2 separate regions of the Mus musculus genome follow, and region 2 is linked to region 1. The links are chromatin contacts, called in public Micro-C maps. All regions are on one chromosome and are shown on one strand. Each heading gives the region's core, a stretch centred on a gene start, on an enhancer-like site or on the middle of the called end of the contact. The rest is flanking DNA. Distances are from core to core; before and after follow the strand shown.

Region 1 (6,614 bases), core at 2,598-5,097:
TGGGTCTGGATGTATGACAGGTCTCAGAGTCCACACTGGCTTCTTCTTCACTCCAGAACCAATCTCCAACAATGGGCTCCTCCTCTACAAAAGTGGTCTTGATGCTTATCCTATCTGCCATAGTGGACTCCTGGGTGTCCCAGAACCAAGCCCCAACGAGGACTTCCTCCTCTGGCCTGGCTTCTTGCTTGGTACTTGCTCTGGCCTTAGTTTTGACTTCTTCCTTTGGCACTGCTCTGGTTCTGGGCTCTTTCTTTGTCTTAGACTTTGAAAAAACATTAGCTTTCTCTTCAGGCAAGAACCAGGACTCTTTCTTATTTGTATCTATAGCTCCAGACATGGCATCACTGCAAGCTTCTCGCTTGGCCTGCTGCCTGGCCCTCATATTGACCCCTTTCCTGGCTCTGGGTTTGGATCTAGATTTAGCCTCTTCTCCAGACCAAAACAAAGATTTTGTAGGATTTTCACATTCAGACCCAGAAGTGGATTCAACACGGACTTCTTTCTTAGACCTAAACCAGGACCTACTATTGGGCTCTTCTTTGGGCTTAGACCAGACTTTGGTCTTGTCTTTGGGCCAGAACCAGGGAGTTTTACCAGACTCATCCTCAGAATCAGAACTGGAAATATTATAGAACTCTTGTTTGTTTTTGTGCCTAGGCATGGTATTTGCCTCTTGTTTGGCCATATGCCTGAACCTGTTATTGGCCTTCATGCTTTTCCTAGGACGAAATCTTGTACTGGCTTCATCTCTATTCCAAAAGGAGGGACTTCCTGAGGGTTTATCTGCCCATTTGAAATCGGAATTCTCATAGGCCTCTCCTTTGGGGACAGGCCTGGCACGGTACCAGGACCCCATATTGGTTCCCTCCTCTGAGCCATAGGAAGGCTGGAATCCAGCTGGAGAATTAGCCTTTTTGGGAATACTCTCAGTGTCCATATTAGCAAGTTCTCTATCTACAGGCAGGCACTTAGCTTGAGCAACCATCCCAGAATCATTACTGAGCAGTGGAGGGTCTGCAGCACTGATCTGACATTGCTTTCCCATCTTTGACATGGACTCGCCACGAAACTTATTTGGGGCCCACACTTGGGCATCATGCTTGGATCGAGCAATAGGGATTGCCTTAGGTTTACATTTGGCATATGCCCCACCTGGTGTACTGGTTTCACCTTTAGGTCTTGCTCCAGGGGTACCCTTAGGCTTCACTTTGGGCCTTGCTCCAGTCATGATTTGTGTCCTAACCTTGGGTCTGACCACCAATGGGGCTTCAGGCTCTACTTCAGCAGCATTAGCATTCTCATCCCCAGGCTTATTTTCAGCCTTTGCCTGGGCACCAGGCTCAACCTCTGCCCTAGTCATAGTACAAGTTCAATCAAGTCTACTGTATATGACTTAACAACAGTGAGCCTTCACTAGAGATCTGTTACAGGATAGCTCTGCACGACGATCTTAGATAAGTGAGGGTATGAGATTACAAAGAATTAGCCTGAAATGACAATTCAGCACTCAGTGAGGCTCCTACCCAAGCAGTCTCAGTCAATAACACAGATACACTGCAGAAGAGCTGAAATCAAGCTGGAGGACGATGGACAGGTCCTGGGTGAGTGCAGACCTGATGATTGCACTGGTCAGCAGCAACCTCAGCACCACCAAGCAGCCACGGCAGGCGACCTAGGAGAGAGAAGCACGGGGAAATCAGGCCTACGCAATTCTGTTGCCTCCTGGAGAAACTTACAAAGAGACGCTGGTGCGTAATGCTGAGGGGAAGAGCTCAGCCATGAGAAAATCCCTGTGTTCCTTTTGCCTGCTGGGAAACAGGTACAGAGTCCAGGAGAAAGTGCACACACTAGCAATGGACAGAGAGGGGATCCCCAAGTCTCACAGTAGTCACTCTGGGGTGATTGAGACTACCCCACCTAAAAGTGAACCCCTCTCCCATACCCACCTTCACAGATGTGGTGCAGGTCTCCCCTCTTCTCTGCGTTCAAGTGGTGTTAAAGACCAACAGCTGACTCACTGCAGGGAGTCCTACAAGTGCATAAAACAAAATGGAGTCTCAGTGCTTGGAAGATGGGCACAGATCCCTGAACCCAAACAAACAACAACAAAACCATGCCTGCTTCTGTCTAAAGTCTCTGTTCCCTGGTCTTCTCCTGCGGGTCATAGTCTAACTCACACCTACCTCAATATTCTTAATATCCCTAAAAGGAAATAAAGGATGCCACACCATTGAGCAAATTAAGGGGGCAGTGATCTGAATTTGGTTAGAATCTGAATTTGCCTCCTCAGTGGCTGGCTCCTGCACTGCCCTGAGTCTCACCAACCTCCAAGATCTGAGACAGTCGCCTTGAAGCCTTCTTCCCTTGCTTGAAGAACTGACCAGCCTTAAAGCAGGACTGTGGACAAAGACATGAAAATGTCTGACAATCAGGAAATGATGGCAGCAGCTTTGTGCAAATTAAGGGGACAATAAAGGCATCGGGCACCCTCTTGGGTTAGAGCAATCTGAATTTGCCTCCTCAGTGGCTGGGTCCTGCACTGCCCTGAGTCTCACCAATCTCCAGAGATCTGAGACAGTCGCCTTGAAGCCTTCTTCCCTTGCTTGAAGAACTGACCAGCCTTAAAGCAGGGCTGTGAACAGAGACATGAAAATGTATGACAATCAGGAAATGATGGCAGCAGCTTTGTGCAAATTAAGGGGACAGTAAAGGCATCGGGCACCCTCTTGGGTTAGAGCAATCTGAATTTGCCTCCTCAGTGGCTGGCTCCTGCACTGCCCTGAGTCTCACCAATCTCCAGAGATTTGAGACAGTCGCCTTGAAGCCTTCTTCCCTTGCTTGAAGAACTGACCAGCCTTAAAGCAGGGCTGTGGACAAAGATGAAAATGTATGGCACTTATATGATGGTAGCAGCTGATCATGTTATGAATGTCACCAAGGATATGAACCAGATCATGTGTCTTTCAGCATTTAGGGTCCTACTGCTGGAACATTCTAGATTTATTTAGCCTGGCTGTAGGGCTCCTGAGGTAACACCCACTTCCTGATGTCATCCTTTAGTCCCTTCTGCAATGTTGAAGATCCGCCACTAGGTGGCCATATTTCCCTTCCTTGCGCAGCAAAAAATGGGGGAAGGGCGCAGCACATTCTAGAAACCAGGTTCTGAAGTGGTCCTTGGATTTATGACTCCGTCATCATCCCCAAACCATCTTTTCAGACCCCAGATTTGGGAGGGAGGGGAAAGGCAGTGTGGAAGGTACCTACAAGGTTGTGAGAAATGAGATTAGGAGACACTAATGGATATCCCACCTGTTCTGGCCAGTCACCCCACCCTTTTTGCATCTCCACTCACTGTCTGGTGCCCATCCCCATTACTACACACCTCCAGAAATCCACGCCATTTTCCTGTTCCTCTTTTCTCAAGCTTCTGGTCTATAGATGCTCACCGTGGCTTGCCAGAATATGCCAGACCTACCATGCAGACAGGTCACTTTCCATCAATCAGAAGCCTGTGGGGAGTGACAGCACCCAGGATGCAGGGTACCAGGGCCCCTCTCAGGAACCAGTTCAGAACCTAATAGCTGAGGCGACTCACCACCCACCAGCTGAGCTGGCCCCAATGCTGGACACTTGCCCCACACCCACACCTGTGGGCTTTAGCCCCCACCCCCACTCCAGTATGGCCGGCCATTTCTCTTGCAGCCGCCTTCCTCGGACCTGTGGGCTCCCAGATGCCCCCCCCACCCCCGCATCGCCATTTCAACAGCAGCCGCCTACCCCATAACCCTTATAGGGCCCAGAGATTACGGAGGGCCGGGTATGGGCGCTCAGAAAGCCAACTGCCAGGCGGTCAGTAGGCTGTGCTAGTCTGCAGATCATCACACCCAGCAGCAGCTCCATTCAACCCTGGTGCCTGGGGCTCCGCAGGGGTTCCCGCCTCCTCCCCACCACGGTCTGGGGTCTCCGGGCACCGCGCACACTCCAGGGAGCAGCTGCGACCTCTTTGCCTCCACTGGACTGTCAGGGCCAGGCAGTTGTTTGCAGTGCGCGACCGCCCAGAGCCCTCGACACACCCCCACTTGCCTGGCCAGGCGCACGGCCCAGGTCCCTGGGCTCCCCCACGTCCGACTCCTATTCCTGGGTGTTCTCTGTCCTCGGCGGATCCTCTCACTGGTCTTTAACGCTTTGCGCGCGAGTGGAATGGCAGAGATGTGTCCTGTCCCCACGCCTCTGCACCAAACAGGCAGGGGCTGCGTAGACTGCGGCAAGCCAGCTCGCCTGGAGGGTGTCGGGAAGGGGGCGGAGGGATACTGCGCACGGGGCTCTACGCCCCCTCCCGAACCCACTGTAGTTCCGACTCGGAGTGGGCGGGGCCAGACAGCCCCACTCCTCTTGGAGGGGTGGGTTGCACCGGTTAGGCGTCTGCAGACCCCTGTTCACCCTAACCAGAGACCACCACCACTTTTTTTTTGGCGCCACAACAGTGTGTGGGATGGCTAAGATCTAGAGTCTATGAGGGTTTTGGGGAGGGGGGGACTATAGGGAGGAGAAGGTCTGCAGTTAGGGAGCAGGGGGGAGCAGCGGAGGGATACTGAGTGAGAACCTTGATACATCTGTATTTCAGAACGAGGCTGGACAGTGCCTGCCCCTCCCTGTACTCCCTCTTTGCTTCCCCCTCCTCTGCCTCCTCATATGACGCCAATGGAAGGGGAGGGGGACTGCTTGTACTGCAGCCTGAGAGGGGACAGGTGACCTAGCAACAGCCAGCCAGCCAGTAGGTTCCTGTTGATTCTCCCATGTTTTCTTTTACTGGTTCATGCAACCATGAAGGGAGGGCACTCCTGTCTCTATGGAATCCAAAGTGGGGCCTCCATTACATTCCCCACCATTGCCCCTCTTCCAAAAGGAAAACCAAACTACACCTTCTGGCCTAGTAAATCAACCACAGGTTTGGGCCAACAGTCAATTCTTTGTGCCACAGTGTGTGTGTGTGTGTGTGTGTGTGTGGTGGTTGGGGTGTGTGTGCCTGCGTTCCCCCATGTTTGTGCGTGTCCGTTTGTGTGTATGGTGGTGGTGGTGGTTGGTGTGTTGGTGTGTGTGTGTGTGTGTGTGTGTGTGTGTGTGTGTTGTGTGATTCTAAGTAGCAATACCTCTCTGGGGAAAAAAAGGGGAGTGTCATTAAGCACAAACTAAGGCTATTGCGCTTGCCCATTTAGAGATTTATTTAAGCACCTACCCAGTGTTTCACAGAATAACAACCCATGATACATAAAGATGTTATTTGGCCAAGGAAAACTGAGGTTTGAGGTAGAAGTGAGGTTGTTAATAGTGGAATTCTGTACAAAATTATCCTGGGTCAATCTAGCCGTTGTGACTGCAAAGGTACTTATTAGGTATGCCAGGCTGAGGCATTAAGAGTTTGCATCTCAGGAAAGCAGCACTGGTCAAACCAAACGAAACCATAGTGGACACTGTTGGCCTCAAAGATGGAAAGAATCCAGGACCCATGGAATGCAGGAAGTCTGAAGAAACTATGCAGAAGAAAGTTTCTTCCTTAGTAAGCCCCGAAGTTAAGGATCTGTTTGATTTAGGGTAGTAAGACCTTTTTTGCATCCAGTGCTGTGATATGATATGCTAGTCTCATTTTAAGCCACTACATTTATAGCAATTGTGATAGCAGGAAGTGTATGTATACGTATACACACACACACACACACACACACACACACACACCATCTTTATTCATAATGTTCACTCCTTCTAAGTGTCTTTTCTGTACGTCAATGTCCAGGACAGGCCACTTTGTATCTCAGTTTTCACCAGCATTAACACCAATCTTCTGTTTCACAGTATAACTAAAATAACACCAATATAAAATTTGCTCATATTTGTGGAGGTTTAATGTCCCTTTTTGTTGCTGTGGTGCTGCTAAGCATTCAACTTAGGCCCTTGAGTATGTTCAAGAAGCAATCTACCAGCCAGCTATATTCACAATACTGTTTAAAGATGGTACTGGGAAATTGCTCTCATCAAATTCCCCAGCTGACCTGAGGTTTACCATGCAGCCCAAGGCGTCCTCAACCTTATAATTCTGTTTTAGATCTCAGAGGGGCTGGCGATGTATATATAAGCAACAGAGCCCCAACTACCAATATCTTTTCACCAATTTACTTGCTGATAGGAGTGGTTTTAGCAATAGTTGAAATATCTGTTGGATAATCTCTTGTCAATTCATTTACAAAATAAAGCCAATAAGTGGCTAACAATTATTGATTGAAAAGGCCCTATGGGAAGGTTTTTAATGTGTTTTATTAGTCTGTATTGATATATTGGTTAAATATCATCTTGAAATTAGATCAAATACTATGTAGAAGATGTTGACCTATATTATGATCGCAAGACATGATTTTCTTCCTCCAAAACTGCATTCTGGTCCAGCATAAGGGAACAAAGTATTGTTCGACTATTCAGTATCTCCTCTTGTGTCTACGTAACACTGACTTGTTCCTGAAATATAACTTTCAGAATCAAATCCCAAGCATCAACCCTGGGATAAAGAGGCAGCCATGAGTACTTGGGAGTGTCTTCCACACCTTTCCCCTCCCCATGTC
Region 2 (6,614 bases), core at 2,941-5,440, 320 kb before region 1:
TAAATAAGAAAGCATGTAATATTCTGTGGAATAATTTATAAAATAGAACAATAGAGCCAATCTTTAAAAACATTCTTTTTGATTTTGATTTTCTAAGATCCATTTGGTATTGACATCACATATTTTGTTCATTAACCATCTGCTTTATCTACTCTGTCCCCTCCTTTATACTGTTAGATATGATTGCACTGCAGAAATCTTTCACAGAAAGCATTCCACGATGATGCCATGATCCCCACCCCTGCTCCTACACCCCACCAATTACCCCCACTGCATCTGCAGGGCATAGCTACACAGGCTATTTTTTCCCAAATCATGCTTTGAACTCAGAATCAAGCTCTTGCATAGCAACAGAAGTTGACAACCAAAAACTGTCCCTGGAAGAAAAAGTGGCCTCAAGTAATGCTAATGGTTTTGGAAAAATTGATGACTTCTTATCTCCAAAACACCCCCACAAGCATCCCATCTCCTTTTTCTACTAATGCTCCTAACCCTGTGTGACCAGCATTATCTGTTCTGAAGAAGAAGAAAAAAAACTCTTTCTATTCACTGAAACTATTCACTGATTCCTCCATTTTGTGAGTAACCCAAGACCTCGTCCAATAAAGGGGCTGCTTTTTACAAAGGGTTTATGATCCACACACAGAGTTCCATTCTTTATGATTACCTTATAAAAGAATGGAATCAATTTCATTTTCTTTACTGAACAAGAAACTTTCCCCCAAGATGGTGAGAAGGAAGCCTGTCTCTCTTCCAGGTGTGGCTTGCTGTAATTCATGAGGAGGACACATGAGTGGGATCCCACAGGCCTAGCTTCTAGTTTTGTGAGACCCTGACTTAGAGTGTTTCTCCCTAGAAGGTAAAGCCCTTGGACAGCCCCCAAGCTTGTTTTCCCTGATCTCTAAAAATGCAGCCAGAAAGAAGCTCTTTGTTCTCTATAGCCAGCAAAAAAACCTTTTTGTTTCTGTGCCTTACAGCCAGAGATGCTGTTTTGTAGCAAGACCTACAAGGACATGGAGATAGACGCCAGAGAGGAGGCTGCAGCTCACTCCCCCCCTCGCCAGAAAGGAGCTGTAGCCAACTCTCCTCCCAACTCCTCCCAATTCCTCAGCTAGCTGTTCAAAGCCCCCTACTGTTACCGCTCAGGGTCGAACTCCCCTGCCCTGCACAGCAGAGGGACTTTGTCCTCAGCTAGCTGATAATAAAACCTCTTGTAGTTTGCATCAGGTGTGGTTTTCTCATGTTATTGGAGTGCTGGCCAGCTCATTCAGGGACTTGAGTGGAGGCTCAGCTTCAGGGGTCTTACAGTTTCAGCTCCTGAAAACCTAGGGGAAAAGGGTCCCAGGCTAACGTCTCAGTCAGTGAGTTGATGGTCCAGGTATTCATTGTGTGGTTCTTTCTTTAAAAGCCACCTGCTGCCTAGCTTGCTGTGACTCCTGTCCTCCTCTCAGTTGTAGGAGACTGCCCTGTCCTGTCGGTGGACTCTTAAAAAGAAACCATATGTAACATTTAAAGGAATCAACTTTCTCCCATTACCACCCTCAACCTGCCTGTGTGAGGAAAGCTATATTTCTGTCTGTGGTCACAATGTCAGGAGCCAGTATCCTAAGCAAACAGATATAACTGTGTCATTCTCATAGGGATTCCAGATAGCTCTGAAGAGGGAAAATATGCCACCTTTATTGCTGGTCACCACTGTTATAATTGGCTCATTTGACTTTGGACCACAATGTCCACCCATTTCTCACATCAAAGTCCCGCTCATCTCAGAGCTTCCCAATAAGCTGACAGTCTCCTAGCATTTCAGCCACATGAGAGCAAATCTGTTTTAACATTTTCTTTGTGTGTGAAAGAGTAAGCATAAGTTTCATTTGTTATTGACATCATACATTTTATTCACTGACCACTTCTTCAGCTTAGAGTGTTGGAAGATACACTGCAGACCTCATTTCTTCCAGAAAGTATTCCACAAAGAACCCCAGACCCTGACCCTCTTCCTTCCTCAAGAGCCACCCCCTAGTAGGTAGGAGAGCCTTGAGGGGAAGGGGATATTCATGCAAAATAAATGACCACTGAGATCTTAACTCAGATAAGTCAGTTCTAATAAACTGTAAGAAGGAACAGCTATGGGAAGGTTGAGGGGGTAGTAATGGGAAAGGATTGACTCCTTCCAAAAGCATAGGAGGTCTATTTTTTAAGAATCCACTGACAGAGAACAGCACAGTCTCCTACAGCTGAAAAGAGCCCAGGAGTAGCTGAGTGACAGCTCACTTTGAAAACAAGAACCATACACTGGTAAATGAAGACTCAGATCATCAACCCACTGACTGAAATACTGGCCTGGGACATTTAGAGCACTTCCATCTATCATTTCGAAGCACACATTAGTCTACAGAAAAATGCAGTGAGTGACATACAGACATCTCAAGGAGTCCTAACTGGATCCAGTGGATATTGTCCTGTTAAGAACGAGACATAGAACACAGGAGCCATGAGTAGGAGGATCAATACCAGCTTTCAGCAAAAATAAATTGAACTAAAATAAAATCATAAAAGAAAGTAAAAAAAAAAAAGGCAGGACATCACCAGACATGATGACACACATCTGTGATTCTACTAACTTGGGAGAATAAGGTAATATGACCACAAGTTTGAGGTAAACATGGGAAAGCAATAAAATGCTGTCTCAATGTATACACAAAAAGGGGTTGAGGGAGTCATAGCTCAGTGGTAGAACACTTATGTAGCAAGCACAAGGATCTAGGTTCAACTCCCAATACCAAAAGGAAAAAAAAAAGAGATAGCATCAACTAGTTTTGCCATTCATGAAAATTGGTGGCAGAAACAAATCCTAGAAGCCTAATCTAATAAAGTATTTTGTACCCCTTTGGTTTACTTTTAGGTTAATCATAGTGTGTCAGGAAAATAGATTTGGAGAAAGCGACCTCAAGATTAGCACACAAAAGAAAGCCCTTCTGAGCTTCATTTAACCAACAGAGCATGTGCGAAAAAGGTTAGCTTTCCATATAGATAGGAGGGAGCTGTGTAAATATCCCATAAAAGGTCGCATGGCCTCACAGACCAGCACTTTTGGGGTCTTTACAAGCAGATTACAGATTCTTGTCTCTTTCTTTTTTTTTAATAAATAATCTCCATTTCGACTTCTAACTTTATGCCTCTGGTCGAATTCATTACCCTTGGAAATGAGAACCGATATTTCAGTAGACACCTCGGATGCAGATCCACTATTGTAACAGAAAATGGTTTTTCCCTTCAAGTTCTTAAAATAAAACAGAGGAACCAGATTGGTAAATCTGCACGGTGAATGACCATCAGAGACTGCACTTTCAATGAGGCAGCTAGGAAAAGAATGTTATTGGATGAAATAACAAGGGGGGAAAGCGGGACCTTATTGTCTGGAGCAAAGCCCTTGCTAGTAACATTTATAACCTGCTGTTTATTGGCCAAAGTAACTTAGGCGAGAAGACAATACGGTCAACTTCAAGAAATGTGATTTTTAATTTTAACTTTGTGCTATAAAATGATTCTCTTCTCAGGAGTACACTAGTGGTAGGTACTGCTAATATGTTCACTCTTTGCAAAAGGAAGCCAGGAAATTTCAATCTCATTCATGTACAAGATGCCATTGTCTTAACAAGGCTGAGCTAGCGAGGAAAGCACTCGCTGCCCAAGTGTGAGGACCTGAGTTCAAATCCCGCATAAGACCCAGAACCTGTAACACACAATCAGAATAAGGGTGAATGGAGATTCCAACTTTCTAGAAGGGTCCTGTATGCCAGGCATGCAGTGGGAGTTTGGCACTAAACGCCAAATGCAGAACAGAAAGAGTTACAGATTCAAGGCAAACACATCAGAAACGGCAGACTAAAGGTCGGGATTGGTGCAGCAGCTTAAATGAGCCACGATAAACTATCCGCACAAAAAAATTGGTTCCCACTTCAGAATGATTGATAACCTTGTGAGTCATCCTCGAACAAATGACAAACGAGAAGGTCAAGCATTTTATGTGTTTTAACATAAAAGATGCCCAGCTTCAAGAATGAGTTGGCCTGCTCAACAATTCCCCATGTCAAACCGTAGTTGGAGGTTGGAGCAGGCTGGGCACTCTGCGTTATGTTACTGTGTCCGGTGTGGCCCCGGAAGGATGCTGCGAGATTCTCGTTGGCTGCGACCTTCGCAGAGGCCTCTGGGATGGAGCTGGTGCGGCTACTGCCTCCAGCGCTGTTGCCAGAGGCTGTAGGCTACAGGGGCAGCGCCAGTCGGCTTAAGGGGAGAGGGTCAGCAGGGAAATCACAGCGCGTTTTTCTGGCAAAAAGCCAGAGGGGGGAAAAAAAGCGGAGGAGGGCAGCTACCAGTGGCATGAAGATAGGGATCCAAAAAGAGTAGGGACCACTTGGGGGTCTATAGAAGCAGGACTAAACTGCAGACGACCATTGATGACGTCCCGGAAAGGGGGTGGTTTTTGTCGCTGCTTCCAGTGTGTTGTGAGCTGGATTGGTGGTCTTTCGGTCTTTCAGGGGCAGGTGTGGGGCGGGCGCTAGGAGACAAGGCCTGTGATTGGAGAGTAATAAGATACCAGAAAAAAACGTGTTGCCATGGCACTCATACACGACTGGCTCCAAGTCTTTTTTTTTTTTTTTTTTTGGTGGATTTATTTGGGTTGCTAGTTTTAAATTCAAGTTCTGGTGGGATAACTGAATAGTACTGAAGATAACTGCCACCCCTGCTGTGTTCTGAGGATTGCATTAGAGGACCGGGTGTAGAAAATGACTTTATAAATGTATCCTTTACATCCTTCCTGTTGCCATTAATCCTGTAACAGGGGTGTTGACAGGTCTACTTAGAGATACCACACTGAAAAAAAAAAAAAAAAGAAGTCAGCGACCAGCCCTCCCTGATGTGAGCCTTTAACATCTTTTTAGGAGGAAGCAAAGGCAAAACCCCGTTTCCTTCCTGTTTTAGTTCCAGCTGCAGCATCTATTTGGGAAGGCAAATAGTACATAAGATCCAAACGGTTAGTTTGTATAGAAAATCCAGAACCTATTTCTGAGAATCAGTTTTACTCCTTGCCAGTGAAAACCTGTATGTAACCTCTGTTTTGAACAGCAATGCAGCATGCAAGTGTTTCTCTGGCTTGAGTATTTGATAGGTACCTGTACCAATTCTTTGTTTTTTTCTAGCCAACATAATTCACAGCAGGAAATCTGACACCTATCAGAAAACCTAAGTAAACATTTAAAAAAACACAACTTTTTCTTCGTTAAAAATTTTAAAGTGTGCAGGTGTTTTGCCTGCATATACAATATACAATAATCAGCATAATAAATCCATGCAGCGCACATAGTAGCCAAAAGAGGGCGTCGGGTCTCCTGGGAATGGAGTTGCAGATGGTAATGAGGTGCCATGTCATGTCGATGATGGGAATTAAATCTGAGTGTTCTGAAGCCATCACTCCAGCACCACTAAGCAAATTGAACACTTTGGAATCATTCAACCTGTTGCTTTGATAATCCCAGAGACAGTAGTATAGCAGGTAACCCAAGTCAGTAGTCTTCTGATTTCTCTGGGCACCCCTCCCAATCATCTGGAGGGCTTGTTAAAGTAGAACTGAGTTGAATCTATATAGCTGCATTTTTTAGTTATTGGGGTTGAGCTTCGAATTTAGTGTCCTAACAAGTGCCCGGAACATGTAAACAACCACTGGCTCTGAGACCAGTCTCAGAATAGTGGGAAGCTCTACAAGAAACAAACATGAGTAAACTATTTCTCTTTCCAGTTGCCGAGTGTAGCTTCTAGACTGGCTCTGAAAACTTTCTTCCTTCCCCTTTGTTTCTTTGCATTAGCAAGAAACAAAACATTGATACATGAATATGAAACTAAATTCACAGTTTTGGCCAAAAGTGGGTAGAGAGAAACTCTCAAATCTATCTACACCTTGCCGGTAGCAATATTACAATTTACAGAAAATATTAAAATTTGGGAACACATCCCTGTAGGTAGAGCTATGGCATTGTGTTAGCACAGTTGGGAAGTAGGTCTTTCCGATGTTAGGTATCAGGGTGTTGAGATGGTCCATTTTCATTCCTGATGTGACATTTCCTGTAGGAATCCTAATTCCTAGGACTCCTTACTAAATTAGGAAAGTGGCAAGAGAGTCTAAGCACACTCCCAAATGGATTCTGTTTTCACATGATACAGATAATATTTAATTCAGTTTTATCAATAGTTTTTCTTGTGTACTGACAAATTCTGATTATAGGTTACAGCAATGTTATATGTATGAATGTAGTGCAGAATTAAGTAAAAAATTAGCATATGCATTACCCAAAACGAGAGAGGTTTACATTTGTTATAGTCACAGCACTGACCTTTTGTTGAGGCAGGCTTTCTCTACAACGTCCTGGTTGTCATTTTACTCTAAGCTAAGTCCTTTGCACGTGGAACAACTTGATTCTTGAACTGGAAGCTGTTGGGCTCTCCCTTGCTACCCTGGCTGAGCTAAAAGATAAGGTCAAACTGGCACCTTGCTTATCCTTATGCCAGCAGTTTTTTGTTGTTGTTGTTGTTGTTTGTTTTGTTTTGTTTGTTTTTGT

The links. Hi-C and Micro-C count contacts between places; a contact is called where the count stands out from the background.
Region 2: a contact with region 1 is called in a Micro-C map of embryonic stem cells, with 3 times the contacts expected there. The contact joins two enhancer-like sites. A contact is called at or near these places in 8 of 484 Hi-C or Micro-C datasets (the HL-1 cell line, the N1E-115 cell line, brown adipocytes and 2 more) and 1 of 115 datasets of contacts at active chromatin or transcription factors (stem cell-derived neural progenitor cells).

Annotation. Positions count from the first base shown.
Region 1 is chrX:135,793,809-135,800,422 of GRCm38.p6, reverse strand. It overlaps Gprasp1 (G protein-coupled receptor associated sorting protein 1), which reads right to left. Exons shown (of 11, transcript NM_026081.5): 5 at 4,087-4,281; 6 at 3,386-3,474; 7 at 2,794-2,870; 8 at 2,559-2,635; 9 at 2,329-2,400; 10 at 1,950-2,032; 11 at 1-1,675. The coding sequence starts at 1,363. Among named protein-coding and RNA genes, the nearest start is that of Mir1970, 11 kb to the right of the region's middle. Within about 2 kb of position 3,847, at least 145 of the 459 cell types and tissues checked have an H3K27ac peak or open chromatin away from gene starts, as enhancers often do. A contact at or near this core is called in the N1E-115 cell line, embryonic stem cells, neural progenitor cells and 1 more, where this site is marked.
Region 2 is chrX:136,113,472-136,120,085 of GRCm38.p6, reverse strand. 5730412P04Rik (RIKEN cDNA 5730412P04 gene) reads right to left here. Exons shown (of 7, transcript NR_045424.1): 7 at 4,666-4,875. It also overlaps a transcript of Nxf3 not described here. Among named protein-coding and RNA genes, the nearest start is that of 5730412P04Rik, 12 kb to the right of the region's middle. Within about 2 kb of position 4,190, at least 123 of the 459 cell types and tissues checked have an H3K27ac peak or open chromatin away from gene starts, as enhancers often do. A contact at or near this core is called in the N1E-115 cell line, embryonic stem cells, neural progenitor cells and 1 more, where this site is marked.